Linked DNA regions of Nomascus leucogenys: region 2 is linked to region 1. A link is a contact called in public Hi-C data. All regions are on one chromosome and are shown on one strand. The core of a region is the stretch at or near the end of the contact, and the rest is flanking DNA. Distances in the headings are between cores, read along the strand shown. Region 1 overlaps RIPOR2 (rho family-interacting cell polarization regulator 2). Region 2 has its middle 95 kb from the start of RIPOR2.

What was found. Hi-C and Micro-C count contacts between places; a contact is called where the count stands out from the background.
Region 2: a contact with region 1 is called in a Hi-C map of a lymphoblastoid cell line, with 3 times the contacts expected there. The contact joins two enhancer-like sites. A contact is called at or near these places in 2 of 4 Hi-C or Micro-C datasets (a lymphoblastoid cell line and an unstated tissue).

What each region holds. Positions count from the first base shown.
Region 1 is chr8:73,300,726-73,307,261 of Asia_NLE_v1, forward strand. It overlaps RIPOR2 (rho family-interacting cell polarization regulator 2), which reads right to left. Exons shown (of 22, transcript XM_030817388.1): 8 at 6,189-6,252. Among named protein-coding and RNA genes, the nearest start is that of RIPOR2, 53 kb to the right of the region's middle. Within about 2 kb of position 4,021, the one cell type or tissue checked has an H3K27ac peak away from gene starts, as active enhancers do. A contact at or near this core is called in a lymphoblastoid cell line, where this site is marked.
Region 2 is chr8:73,448,301-73,454,836 of Asia_NLE_v1, forward strand. No RefSeq gene overlaps it. Among named protein-coding and RNA genes, the nearest start is that of RIPOR2, 95 kb to the left of the region's middle. Within about 2 kb of position 2,296, the one cell type or tissue checked has an H3K27ac peak away from gene starts, as active enhancers do. A contact at or near this core is called in a lymphoblastoid cell line, where this site is marked.

The DNA.
Region 1 (6,536 bases), core at 2,771-5,270:
CGAGGCGGGTGGATCACAAGGTCAAGAGATTGAGACTATCCTGGCCAACATGGTGAAACCCTGTCTCTACTAAAAACATGAAACTAGCCAGGGGTGGTGGCAGCGGGTACCTGTAATCCCAGCTACTCGGGAGGCTGAGGCAGGAGAATCGCCTGAACGTGGGTGGCGGGGGTTGCAGTGAGCCGAGATCATGCCACTGCACTCCAGCCTGGCAACAGAGCATGACTCCATCTCAAAAAAAAAAAAAAAAAAAAAAAAAGGAAGGACACAAAACCTTACATAGAGTATAACCTCAGCTATATATAAATGGATCCCCAGGGAAAAAAGTCTAGAAGACCATACCAATCTGTTAGAAATAATTATCTCTGGTAGGGTAGAATTAAGGAGAAAGTTAAATTTTTGTCATTAAGTGGTAATCTTTGCTTTCTAAAAAGATCATATACTTATTTTGTAATACAGAAAAAAGATGTAAAAAGCATCACACACCCTGGCAGACAGCGTGTATACACAGAAAAGTTGGTTGGATATTTTAATAATTTTAACAAAGCTTAGCACTGGGTGGAACGATTATATATAATTTTATTTATTTTTTTGTTATATTTCTCAATGTTTTTAAAAAAGAAGGTACTACTTTCAAAGTATTTAAATAGAGATTGAAGAAGACACGAACAATTCCTCCCTGCTTACCCAGTGATTTCTTAGAGGCAGTCCGAGGAAATAATTTTGATGAGCTGGTCCAGAAACAGCTGTTAGTCCTAGGCTGTTCCCACACAAAGACATCCATATGACAAATGGGTCCCTTGGTACCTCAGCCTCCTTGAGTTGCTATTTATAACCTTTGTGTTCTGGGTTGTTTTTATATTTATTTAAACGTGATTTTACCCATATAAAGATGCTGTGGATAGTATCACACAATATGTTTTGCCTTCTATGAATAGCCCTGTTAGTACGCTGGAGACTCCTGGCCAGGCATGGTGGCTCACACCTGTGACCCAGCGCTCTGGGAGGCCAAGGCAGTAGGATCACTTGAGCCCAGGAGTTTGAGACCAACCTGGGCAACATAGTGAGACCCTATCTCTACAAAAAATTTAAAAATTAGCCAGTCATGGTGGCGTGCGCCCGTGGTCCCAATTACTCAGGAGGTTGAGGCAGGAGGATTGCTAGAGATTAGGAGTTTGAGGCGGCAGTGAGCCATTGAACTCCAGCCTGTGTGACAGAGCGAGACCCTCGACTCAAAAAACAAAACAAAGCAAAACACCCAGTAAGTTGAGGGTCTTAAATGAACGCTTCTACTTTCACCTGACTGATAGACGTTGCGTGGGTAAGCCGACAGCAAAAAAGGTCCCCGGATGCTTAAAAAAAAGCACGTGCTGTTACCATCACTTGTCAGTAGGTGGCAGCAACTCACCAACTCGTCCGTGCCTTCCTGCCCGTGGAGCTAGTACATTTAAGAACAGCTTTCACTAATAATAAGAACACAACAACCCACTTAAAAGGACTTACTGAAATTAGAGCAGAATTAAAGAAGCCTGTATTCCACTAGTAATTTTCTGGAGCATTTAGTTTTTTAAAAAAATACTTCTGAAAGAAAGTATAATCGACTGGCTTTTGTAAATCCTAAACTGGACATGCTAATTCTAATAAAATCCAAAGTGCCCTTTAAAAACCTCTGCAAATTGGTCGGGCACGGTGGCTCACCCTGTAACCCCGGAACTTTGGGAGGCCGAGGTGGGCGGATCACCTGAGGTCAGGAGTTTGTGACCAGCCTGGCCAACATGGAGAGACCCTGTCTCTACTAAAAATACAAAAATTAGCCAGGTGTGATGGTGGGCATCTGTAATCCCAGCTACTCCGGAGGTTGAGGCATGAGAATCGCTTAAACCCAGGAGGCGGAGGTTGCAGTGAACAGAGATAGTGCCACTGCACTGCAGCCTGGGTAACACAGCAAGACTCTGTCTCAAAAATAAAACAAAACCTCTGCAAATTAGTTCAGGATTAATCCATTGCCTGTTTATCTATGTAATTACAATGGAAGACTGGTTGAAAAGAAACTGATCTGACATTGTTACCAGATGAAGGTGAATAAAGGGGAAATCCTTTGAAGGTGTTTTTTTCCCCCCCTTTAAAATTACCAGAAATTTTATATCTGAAGAAAACTGAATGTGAGAAAGGTAATTGGTAGTGATGTTTTTTTCACTTCTCAGCCCATGTTACTAAGCAAAATTTATTGGAACTGCTGTAGTGGCATCACTGATCCTCTGATTGTAGCAATAATGTAGCACAAGGGCACTATCCGGGCACAAAGAGCTTTTGTGCTGTGCTTCTTAAAGTTCTATCTGCTGTGTAAGCCACTGGTGGTACTGGCCACGGAATTAGCACTAACAGTGGGGCAATGACAGTTACAGTCTGTCTTTGAGGCCTGGCCAGGTTTCTTACAGGCTCTTGTCTGGGGGCCTGCTGGCATTTTCACAGTTGAAGAAAGCTGCAAGTTTTCTCAACAGTTTGTGATGACTAGTGCATGATCTAGAAAGCTTAATGAAAGCTTTCTAGCTTTCACTCAAAAAACCATCATGGAGGTTACCTCTGAGGATGCACACTGGGGGCTTGCAGGGGTCATACCTTTGGATGTTTCGTGGTGCACACATATTACTGATCTAACACCTCCTCCACAGCCTCGTTTGGAGGGTGTTACAGAAGCTGCCTACTCTTGCCTGCCTTCCTTTGTGCAGACACCATTCTGCCAAAAGAACGCTCTCCATCATTTTTTCCAGTTCTATGATGATCTTCCCTTCCAAGAGTCACACTTCCTACTTTAAGACAAACAACTAAGTAGCTATACAGTCAGGAACTCGTATTACAGGCCTTACTGATTTACTGACCAGGCATAAATAATGCGAGTTTACTAGCTCAGTGGTGGTTCTCCCTTCTGAGGAAGGTTGACCTGCCCTGGAAACCGTAAGGACCAGGATATATACACTGCCTGGAACCTAATTTGAACAAAGTAATAATTTGGAGAACAAGTTTGCTCTAAGGAACTACATCTCTTTACCTCCATCCTGTTTGACAGTTTGCAGATTAAGTGCTCTCTGTTTAGCCTGGCACTCATGGATTTTTATAATCAGGACCCAACTAATTCTCCACAGCTCTTCTCCTGACAAGCATGTCAGCCACAGCCGTCTACCTGTCACTTCTGCACAGGCTTTCCTCTGTTTGGTGAATGCTATTCTGGTGCTGTTCACCATACATTACACTGGGATGCCTTCCTCTTTCCTGCTCCCCTCCCCACCTAGAGAGGTGAGTGGCAACCTTTTCCTCCTCTCCCCTCCTGCTTCTGCAGCAAACTGGGTCACACTGTTGTTCAGGTGGTCATTCATTCCATTGAATGAGAATGCATAGCCTCATATGTCCATTTTCTCTGGTAGACCATGTGGAGCTCAAAGCCAGGGACCAGTCATCAGAATGCAGTCTAGTGCCTGGCCAATAGCAGGCACTTGGTAAGTACTTGCTCTATTCTCTTTAACGTCACTACCCCAAAAGGTTGTTGTCTAGTGTTGGGGGTGGGGCAAAAAGGGAAGTGGGGAAGGGTGTGGCACGAGGAAGTTAGGGGTTGCCGGGTCTGAGAGTATTATGAAATAGTCTCAGTTTGTCAATATGTATGTTGGAAGTAGTTTTTACCAGAATGAGTAACAGATGAGAAAGCAGCTAATTGCAAAGACAATAGGATTTCTTGGCAGCATGAGGTTTCCCTTTCTCTTTATGGAGGAAGAGAAAGATTTCCATGGGGGCGTTTACCATTGAAAGCCTTCACGGATGTAGTTTCTGAGTTTGCATGTTAGATGAGGAAAGTGGAGGAGATGGGAGTCTATCAATGAGGAAGGAGATTCAGTTTCAGGCCTGAGAAACCCCATGGAAGAAACCAAGCATTCAGGGAGGCTCTCAGGAAGATCAGGCAGGAGAGCAAGAACAACAGAGAGAGGGGGAGATGGAGGAGCAGGAGCGACAGCAAGTTCGTCAGTCCATCAGGGCTGTGATGTAGCGGGGTGGCCAGGTCCCCCAGTAGGTGGCAGGGACTCCAGCATCATCTCCTCACTGACCACCAAGCCTGAAGCTCCAGATCTGGTCCGAGGGTGGTCCCTTTCCTCCCATCCCACTCCCAGGGTGCCTCTGTGCTAGGCTGGAGAGGATCTGCCCACAAGGGAGACCACTCTTTGAGCAATGGTTTATATTGTCTGCTCAGCTCTGAACTTCCCTCATAACATGGAGTTAGAGGTGGGAATGCATTAGGGACAAAGAACCCTGGAATTCAGTTTCTTATCTGACTCCAATTTATGTGTGACTCCTGGGACAAGTCATTTAGCCTCTCTAGGCCCCTATTTCCCATCTGTAAAATCAGGAAATTACCATCCCACCAAAAGTAGATGCATTTGATAATACTGAGCATCAGAAATAGGAGAAATATAATACTTTTTTATATTAGCAGTGATAGGCCATGTGCATGATTTGAATTACCGTTAGGCTGTGAGACTGCGACTGTGCTAGTCTGTGTGGGTGGCGTCTGAGTGTTGGGGGAAGTAGAGGGAAGGTTTTCTGCTAAACACTGATTCAAGGCAGTTATTTTCCAGAATTGATCAGGCTGCTGATAGAATCGTCCTCAAAGTTAAAATAAAAATTCCAGGGCCCACCGTGGGACTATGGACCTGAGTGATTTTGGAACCATTGACTCAAGTGAGGACCCAAAAATGTAGAGAATGGACCTAAAAAATGGAAAAAAGCACAGATGCCAGACTCAGTAGTAAAGCAAGTGTTGAAATTTAACACTGAATACTAAACTGATTCCCTGCCAGATCTGCCGGAAGAGAAGCATGCAGCCATTTGGGAAGCTGAGGGTCAAGGTCATTTATATTCCAGGTATTCTCAGACAGGCTCTCACATGTCAGTGCCTAGTGCTTGACAGAATAATTTCCCTCCTGAGTTAGATGATTCATTGCAAAATGAAGCCCTCCTGTCGAGCCCTTTCAAAAAAAAGTCTCCTTTCTTTACTCCCTTAATTGCAGAAAGTAGAAAGAGGGTGATTAAATCCCCATTAGCAACCCAGGGATCAAGCTGCTAAGAAACCTTAGAATTGCATAAGCACCAGCCCTCTTCGCTGCAGTCAAATAGGCCAAAACTTGGAAGAGAAATTGACTTGCTGTGATGGCCGCTCATTTGACAGCCATGCCTGGCCACTGAGCCGTAAATCTGACAACACCTGAGCAATGCTCTATTTTCTAAAACCAGACTTCGTTTTGGTTCTGAAGATGTGGTGGTATAACTCAATAATGTGTCTAGTTTGGAACTTTCTGGGATAAATACCAGAAAGGTACTGAAAGGGGAAAAATTCTCTGTGGGTTTAACACCAAGATTTATAAAATTTCATAGTTAGTTTGCTAGAAACATGAGGAGCTAAAGGAAGAATTTAAAGATCACCACAAAGAAACAAACAGACAAGCTAGAATGTGGGACATTCTGTACAATGGTTTCTACAGCAAGTCAAGGGTAGAAAAAAAGGTGGGGAGAGGTTTGTTTTAGATTAAAGGAAATCTAAAAGATATACCTAACAACCAGTTGTAATGCATGGACCTTGTTTGGATCCTAATTTGAACTAATCAAATGGACAAGGCATTTTTGAGACAACAGGGGAAATCTGATAATGGAATGTGTTAATAACCAGGGTTTATTATTTTTGTTAGCTGTGAAAACGTGACAGTACTTGGCATCGTGGTTATGTAAGATGACAGCCCCATGCTTTAAGAGATGCATACTGAAGTGTATAGCAGCAGACTGACATATCTGGGTTTTATTTCATCAAAGGACTTCTCTTTTATCAAAGGAAAAACAAAAGCAAAGAGATGGAGCAAATGTGGCAAAATCTTACTAATTATTACATCTAGGTGATGGGTTTATGGAGGTTCATTATAATGTTCTCTCCACTTCTGTGTATGTTTGAGATTCTGTCATAATATTTTTGTGTGTGTAGGTAAGCCTCAGGATGAGAAGCATCAGTAAACTATCAAAAGTGGGATGGGTTGAGAGTGGGTGGCGCTGCGTCTTTGCAAGAAAAATAAAAATAGCATGGGCTCTCAAACTTCAAGGAGCTCTGCACTCTGCAGAGATGGCTCCTTACTCTCTCTAAACAAGGAAAAGAATACCTTTCATCTTGATGGAGAATTCTCCCAGCAGATTCTCTAGCTCCGCTTCAATGGTGCACATATTCTGCAAAGAGGACAGGAGATGAGCATGAGAGCTAGCCTTTCACCCAACAGCTCAAAGCACATGACATTTGAACAGCAGCACAACCACTGCATGAACAACAAGAAGCATTTACCTGTTTGCTCCACACAGCACAGCCTAAGAAACATTCTTGACAAAATGTTTGATCTGAGTCTAAGCCCACCTTTTAGTGTACAGGAAATTTAGGGCATAGATGAGCAAGTCAGATTATATCAAAAATAGATAAATTCAGAATGTGGGGTAGTGTATAGGAATTAGCATGCATT
Region 2 (6,536 bases), core at 1,046-3,545, 150 kb after region 1:
CCCATTATGCAAGGGGCTGCTGAGGGACTATTTGTCCTGGAGCGGAGGCAGAAAACTGAAGGATGCCCTTTTAGAGTTTGTATGGGCTGTTTTTGGAGAGAAGCCATGCCATTTTTTTTTTTGTTTTTTACTGGCACCTAGTTGCACCTAGTTTGTGTGTGTGTGTTTGTGTGTGTGTGTGCATGCGCACGTGTGTGCATGTAAATCTGCTGTCTTTGAAGGGAGACAAACATTTTTCCAGTTCCTTCCTTAAGGTAATATAGTATGCTCACATTTTAATTCCCCAGTGTTTAATTCCAACCATCCAAATATGTTATGATCTGAATCAAAAGCTAGTACCCCACATGTATTCAAATAGCCTACACACAGACACACACACACACACACACACACACACACACACACACACACTCTGCTGTGTCATCCATTCTATTACCCCCAACATCACGGTATTAATTAGTGAATTCTTCCATCCTTAAGCTACAGCTGATAGCTTTGCACCAGGAGAATTTCTCTGCCTATTTCCCTATTTGGTAGAGCTAATAGGATTGGAGCGGCTACTCCTGCAGTAACACTTCACACTGTTCTGGTCACCAGAGGTTGAAGGAGACCCTGGGGTTTTCTTCTACAAGGCTGATTCTGACTGGGTCATCCGTAGATTTAGACTAGGTTCCACCTTAATCAAACCAAATACAGCTCAAAATGTTTCTCCATCAGGTTACAAATCAATTTACTAGACAAAACTCCCCATTAATCCATAAGTGTCATAGAGCCACCTGCGCAGGTCTGCAGAACATCTATACAACAATGATATTTTGTGCTCTGATTTTCCTACCTGTGCAATTGTAAAATATCCCTAAATAGCCGGTATTTATAAGTTTTCATTTGAAAGAAGCATAAGAAATCTATGTCTCATCTTAGTCAATGAAAAAAAATTATCCTTAACTGTGAACAAAGTCAGAGACATGGCCTCTCACAAGTGGGAATGAAGAAATTATGCAGGACCTATTTAGCTTCTGGTGAATGTGACAGGTATTTCCAAGGGGCATTTCAAAAATAAAATCCCTATGGAGATACATATATATTTACCAATCAAAAGATACGCTGTTATATACATCACCTTCTTCTCCTCTTTAACTTGACACTTTCTTCATGATCACTGAGCTCTGAGATCCCAGCCCTCCTACAATAGTGCTCTCCTGCCATGGTGACTCACTAACTTGTTCATTTCAAAAGTGTTCTCAGATGATGAAAGTAATAGAACATTCAGAAAATAAAATAAAACTCTACAATTCTATGCCCGGCACAAAAGCTGCTCTAAGGTTTATATATTTCCTTCCAGGCTTTTTAAATTTTGAATCCTTACTTTAAAATATTTCTATTAAACAAGCAAGAGAAGTCATCATAGGAAAATAGGACTATAACAGAAAATCCTGAAAGGAAAACAATTAGAATACTCTCTAATCCCTCCACTCAGAAATAAATACTGTTAACATGTATACAGTGTTTCTTTCTCTTTCCATATACCAACATATGTTTTTAAAGGATTACTTTTCAATGCTCATGCCTCTTTCTGCCTTCATTCATTCATTTATTCATTTGTTCAATAAACATTAATTGAGCACCTACTATAATACCAGCCAGCACTTTACTAGAGTTAAAACAATGCACAAAAAATGGCATGGCCTCTCATGGTTCTCATGATTCTTATAATCTACAGGGGAAGATAGATCTTAAACAAATAATTACTACTTTTTCTTTGAGGAATAAATCGTATTTGTCTTCGGGCCTTAAAGTCTCATCTGCCTTTTCAAACCTCTCTCACCACCTCACCCCCACAAATTCCAATCTCCCTCTGCTTTTTGTTCATTATTAAACCTTCATCACAATTCAAGTGAGAGGTGTTCTGGAACTCTCTGTTCCTTCTTGAAGAGTTCACCCCCTGTGTCCTCCAGGCACAGGTGAGTCACTGAGCTGGGAGGTGGCACTGTGGAGCACGGACTGTACCACCAAGTGGCCTTGCACAAGTTTTTGATAACACCTACCAGAGCCACGAGAGTTCTGAGAATTCTACCCACAGGAAGAGGAAGCATTTGGAATGGGAAGTAAGATCGAACTGCCAAATATAGCACAGCTATATAAGAAGCCAGGTTGAGAAAAAGGAAACATGCACTCTTTTCAGCTGCCAGGCAGCACTTTGCTTTAGGGAAAAACAAACAAACTGTGCCATGGCTGAAAGCCTAGAGGAGCTGGAACTCAAATGCTGTGTGGTGTGGCTGCTGGGACCCTGTGGCCCTGGAATGGAACGCTGTGTGAATCCCAGTGCCAGGCTCTGAGAAGGTCTCTTGCTCAACCAAAAGCAGGGAGAGTTCTCCATAACCAAGGGCCTGCAGCAATTATTTGATAAACTTCACCAAGTTTCTGCTCTGTTTTCTGTTTTGGCTATGGTGACATGGACTTTTATTATTATTATTATTAGTCTTCTTAATACTGCTGGAGAGAATGGCCAGTATCTTAATATCTTCAATAGATAAAGAAAAGCCTATTAAAGGCAAAATACCATGAACAGAGGATATTCTGTGTCTACACGGTAAGCTGGATCTTCTAGTCCACCTGAGTAGTGGTCTGCTTCTCAGAGGAGGTAACTTCTCTGATACTGTTGGTCTTATCCTGCGGGTTGAAGAAGTGAGTACAAAGGAGCTGCTGATTCATTTTCACATTCTCATCACTGACACTGCCTGCTCCACCATGGGCGCTCAATACTATGACAAATCCTTACTTGGTCAATTTTGTGAATGTGACATACTGAAAAATGTTACTATAAATAAAATGAGTGGGTTTCCCCTATGTACATAATAAGCAAGATATGATCAAATGAAGTTTCACTTAACCAATATGCAGGCAATTATTATTTTTGTAATTGTTACTTCATTTTCCTTTGGCCTCTCTAAAAGTCCTATGCTCTCTGACCTTATTCTTCTTCCCCAGACACCTTGCACTCCTGGCCCTTCCTCCCTGCTCTCCCCATCTTCCTTCTCGGTGATCTTAGGCACCCCTACAGCTTCAACTGTACCATCTCTGTCAATGACTCCACATCTACATCCATGCCCAGGCTTTTCTCCCCAGCCACAGACCTATTCTTCCAACTGCTGTAGACATTTCCACATTGATCTCCTGGAGGGACCTCAAATACAACATACCAACAAATAAGCATGCTGTAGCCCCACCTGCCCCCACCCCTAGTTTGCTCCCGACCTCTATTTCCTATCATGTTTAGTGGCATCATCCCAGACAACCAATGCTGGAAACACTGGAAATACCTCCAGGGAAAATGTCAAATGGAACTGTTCCTGCCTTATTTTTATTTTTTAAAAATATTTTTAAATTATTTTTGTTAAACTCAGTAGTAAGAATCTGCCTCATTTTTTTACTGTGATGCCAAGACAAGCATGGTAGCTGAATGATGGTCCCCCAGACACATCCACATGCTAGTCTCTAGAACTGCATGGTAAAAGGGACTTTGCAGATGTAATTAAGGGTTTTTTTTTTTTCAACCATGTTGGTCAGGCTGGTCTCGAACTCCTGACCTCATGAAACGCCCACCTCGGCCTCCCAAAGTGCTAGGATTACAGGTGTGAGCCACCGTGCCCAGCCAAGTTAAGTGTCTTGAGATAGGGAGATGGCCCTGGATCATGCAGGAGGGCTTGATGTACTCAAAAGGGTCCCCATAAGAGGGGTCAGTCAGAGAAAGAGATGTGAGGACAGTGGCAAAGGCTGAAATGCTGTGGCCACAAGTGAAGGTGGCTCTAGAAGCTGGAAAAGGCAAGGAAAGAGGCTCTAAGCCTTCAGGGGAATGCAGCCTTTGAGTTAAGCCTTGTAAGATCCATTTTGGACTTCTGACCTATAAGACTTGGACTTCTGGCCTATAAAACATAATAAAATTACACTGTTTTAAGCCACTATATTTTGGGTAATTTGTTACAGTAGCAATAGGACACCAATACAATAAGAGATTTCAGATATGAAAAGGAGCAGGAGACAATTTCCAAATAAAGTGGCCTCTCTGACATCTGCTCCAAGAATAAAAGTGGTAGAAATTGGTCAGGGTGCCAAGGAAATTTGATGAGGAGATAGGCAAGATGATGGCTCTGGAGGAGCCGTTGGCATTTGTGGGTCTCCTTCCATTCCCTCTAGGGAAGTGCCAGGGTTGAGAAGCACTGTTCTTGGCAGTTCAGCAGGTGCTACTTTCCACTTGGTATATTGGGAAACTAAGCAGGGAGAGGTCAATAGCTGCTTGAGCTCATGCAGCTTGTTAGGGATGGAGCCAGGACACTGATGCAGGATGGCTCTGGTCCATGCTGACTGCTGCCTCACCTCAGAGAAGGCAACAATAGCAGAGACTAGAGCTCTAATTGATGCAGGGTCTTGCTGGTGGCATCCCGCTGCTCTTGGCTTCAAAAGCATGGGCGAATGATGTTGGTCTCATGGGGAAAGGCAAGCCCCTCACAGTAGGGAGCACAAAGGGAAGAGGACCTTACTAAGACCAGTGTCAAAAACAAGAAAAGGCCTGCTTCTGTAAGCAGGTCAGAAAGAATACAGTGTTCTTTATCCCTTGCTTCTCTGCCTTTCAAACTTTATCTTGATTTGCAGTTTCTCTGAATTCACTTTCCTCTTTCTGGTAACTCAGTCCTAAATACTGCAGCCTGAGTTGTTAATTTCATCGATTAAACAAGAGAAATCCCTTAGAAATCATCTTATGATTCTGTAGTCCATATTCCTCCAGAAATACTTACTTCTGCCAGATAAATACCAATGAATTAGTAGGAAATGTTTCCTCCATTTTAACTTTGATCAAACTTCATTCAAAACCATGAAACCAAAAGAAGAAACCACAAAACTCGTTACCACCCAGATGGCTCCCAGCTTATGAATAAGTTGTATTCCAAACGTTGGCTTGTAAATCAGTAGTTCAGTATGTATGGTGGCCTTTCCCAGAGAAACCGTGTTTTAAATGGTGGTCAAGTTTCAAGCTCTCCCATAAAGTCTATCTAACTCATGAGATAACAAGTAATATTAACAGATAATAGAATTCCAGAAATTCTTTATGATTATTTTTTGGGAGAAAAGCAGGATAAGGAAAGAACTATACTTCCTGTGGGTGGAGGTGGGGACTCAACTGTCTCCAAGCAAAGAGGCCACACAGGCTTCTACTGCCCTGGGCCAAGAGGGTTTTGTGGCCAGCAGGAAAGGCCCTGTGGTGAGGCATGAGGCAGGAGAGCATGGGAAAACGGAGTGCCCAGAAGAACTTCCAGGAGAGAGTTAGGAGGAAGTAGTTCAGAGAGAGAGAGGATCAAGAAGAGCTTCAAGATAAGAGAAAACTAGAGAGGAAGCAAATGGAAAATGTTTACAGATGTTATAGAGGGTTATGAGTTTAATTCTTTTTAATGTTTGCTATAGTTTGAATGTTTGTCCCCCATTAACCTCAGGTTAAAATTTAATCCCAGTGTTGGAGGTGGGACCTAATGGGGGTGTTTGGCCACAGGGACAGATCCCTCATGAACAGTTTCATGTCCTCCCTGGGGATGATTGAATCATCACTCTATTAGTCCCCTCTTCCCACCAGGGCTGGTTGTTAGAAAGAGCCTGGCCCTCCTTCCTCCCCCTTTCCTCCTCTCTCACCCTGTGAGCTCTACAGAGCTGGCTCCCCTTCACCTCCCACCTTGAGTGGAAGCAGTCTGATGCCTTCAGATGCAGATGCTGGTGCGAGGCTTCGTGTACAGCCTGCAGAACCACGAGCCAAATAAGCCTCTTTACTTGACAGATTATACAGTTTTTCCTTTAGAGCAAAACAAAATGAACTAAGACAGTGTCCTTCAAGAGATTCAAGTGGAAATTAGAACTATTTTAAAATTACTTTTTCTTGCTAGATGGCATTTTTTGACTAGAACTCTATACTAGGATTGGGCTCTGGGAGCACCAGGATTTATATGGGCTTTGTAAGTAGGAGTCTGTGCTATAGATCCTATATTATTCGGGCAAGCAGGAAAGAAAAGAAGATTTCCTTCCACTTCCACTCCGTAAACGTTTATTAAGCCAGCATTTTTTTTTAGTGCTTGCTAGGTCTCTGGTGCTATAAGGGACCCTAGACAGGATGAGATACAAAAATAAATAAGATAGACTTCTTGCCTTTGAGGAGCATATAGGTTATAGGGCAAGACACCACTGCCAACAAACGATCCCCATGCATGCTACAGTAGAAGTGTGTGCAAGTAGCATAGTGACACAGATAAAGAATGGCTTCTCTGCCTGGGCGGTTGGGAAAGGTTTTTCTCTCTAGTCGGGACCCTGCTTGAGTCTGTCTCTTCTATCTTCTGCCTTCAGATATCTTCCCATGTTACTTCATCCTGTTCTTCACTTTTTCATCTACAGAATCTATGAAAAAAAATTTTTTTTTACAATGACTCATTGGAAAAGAAGAATTTGGCAATGAGGCAGTGGAGGGAGGCTAGGAATGCCAACAGAAATGGTGGTTACTA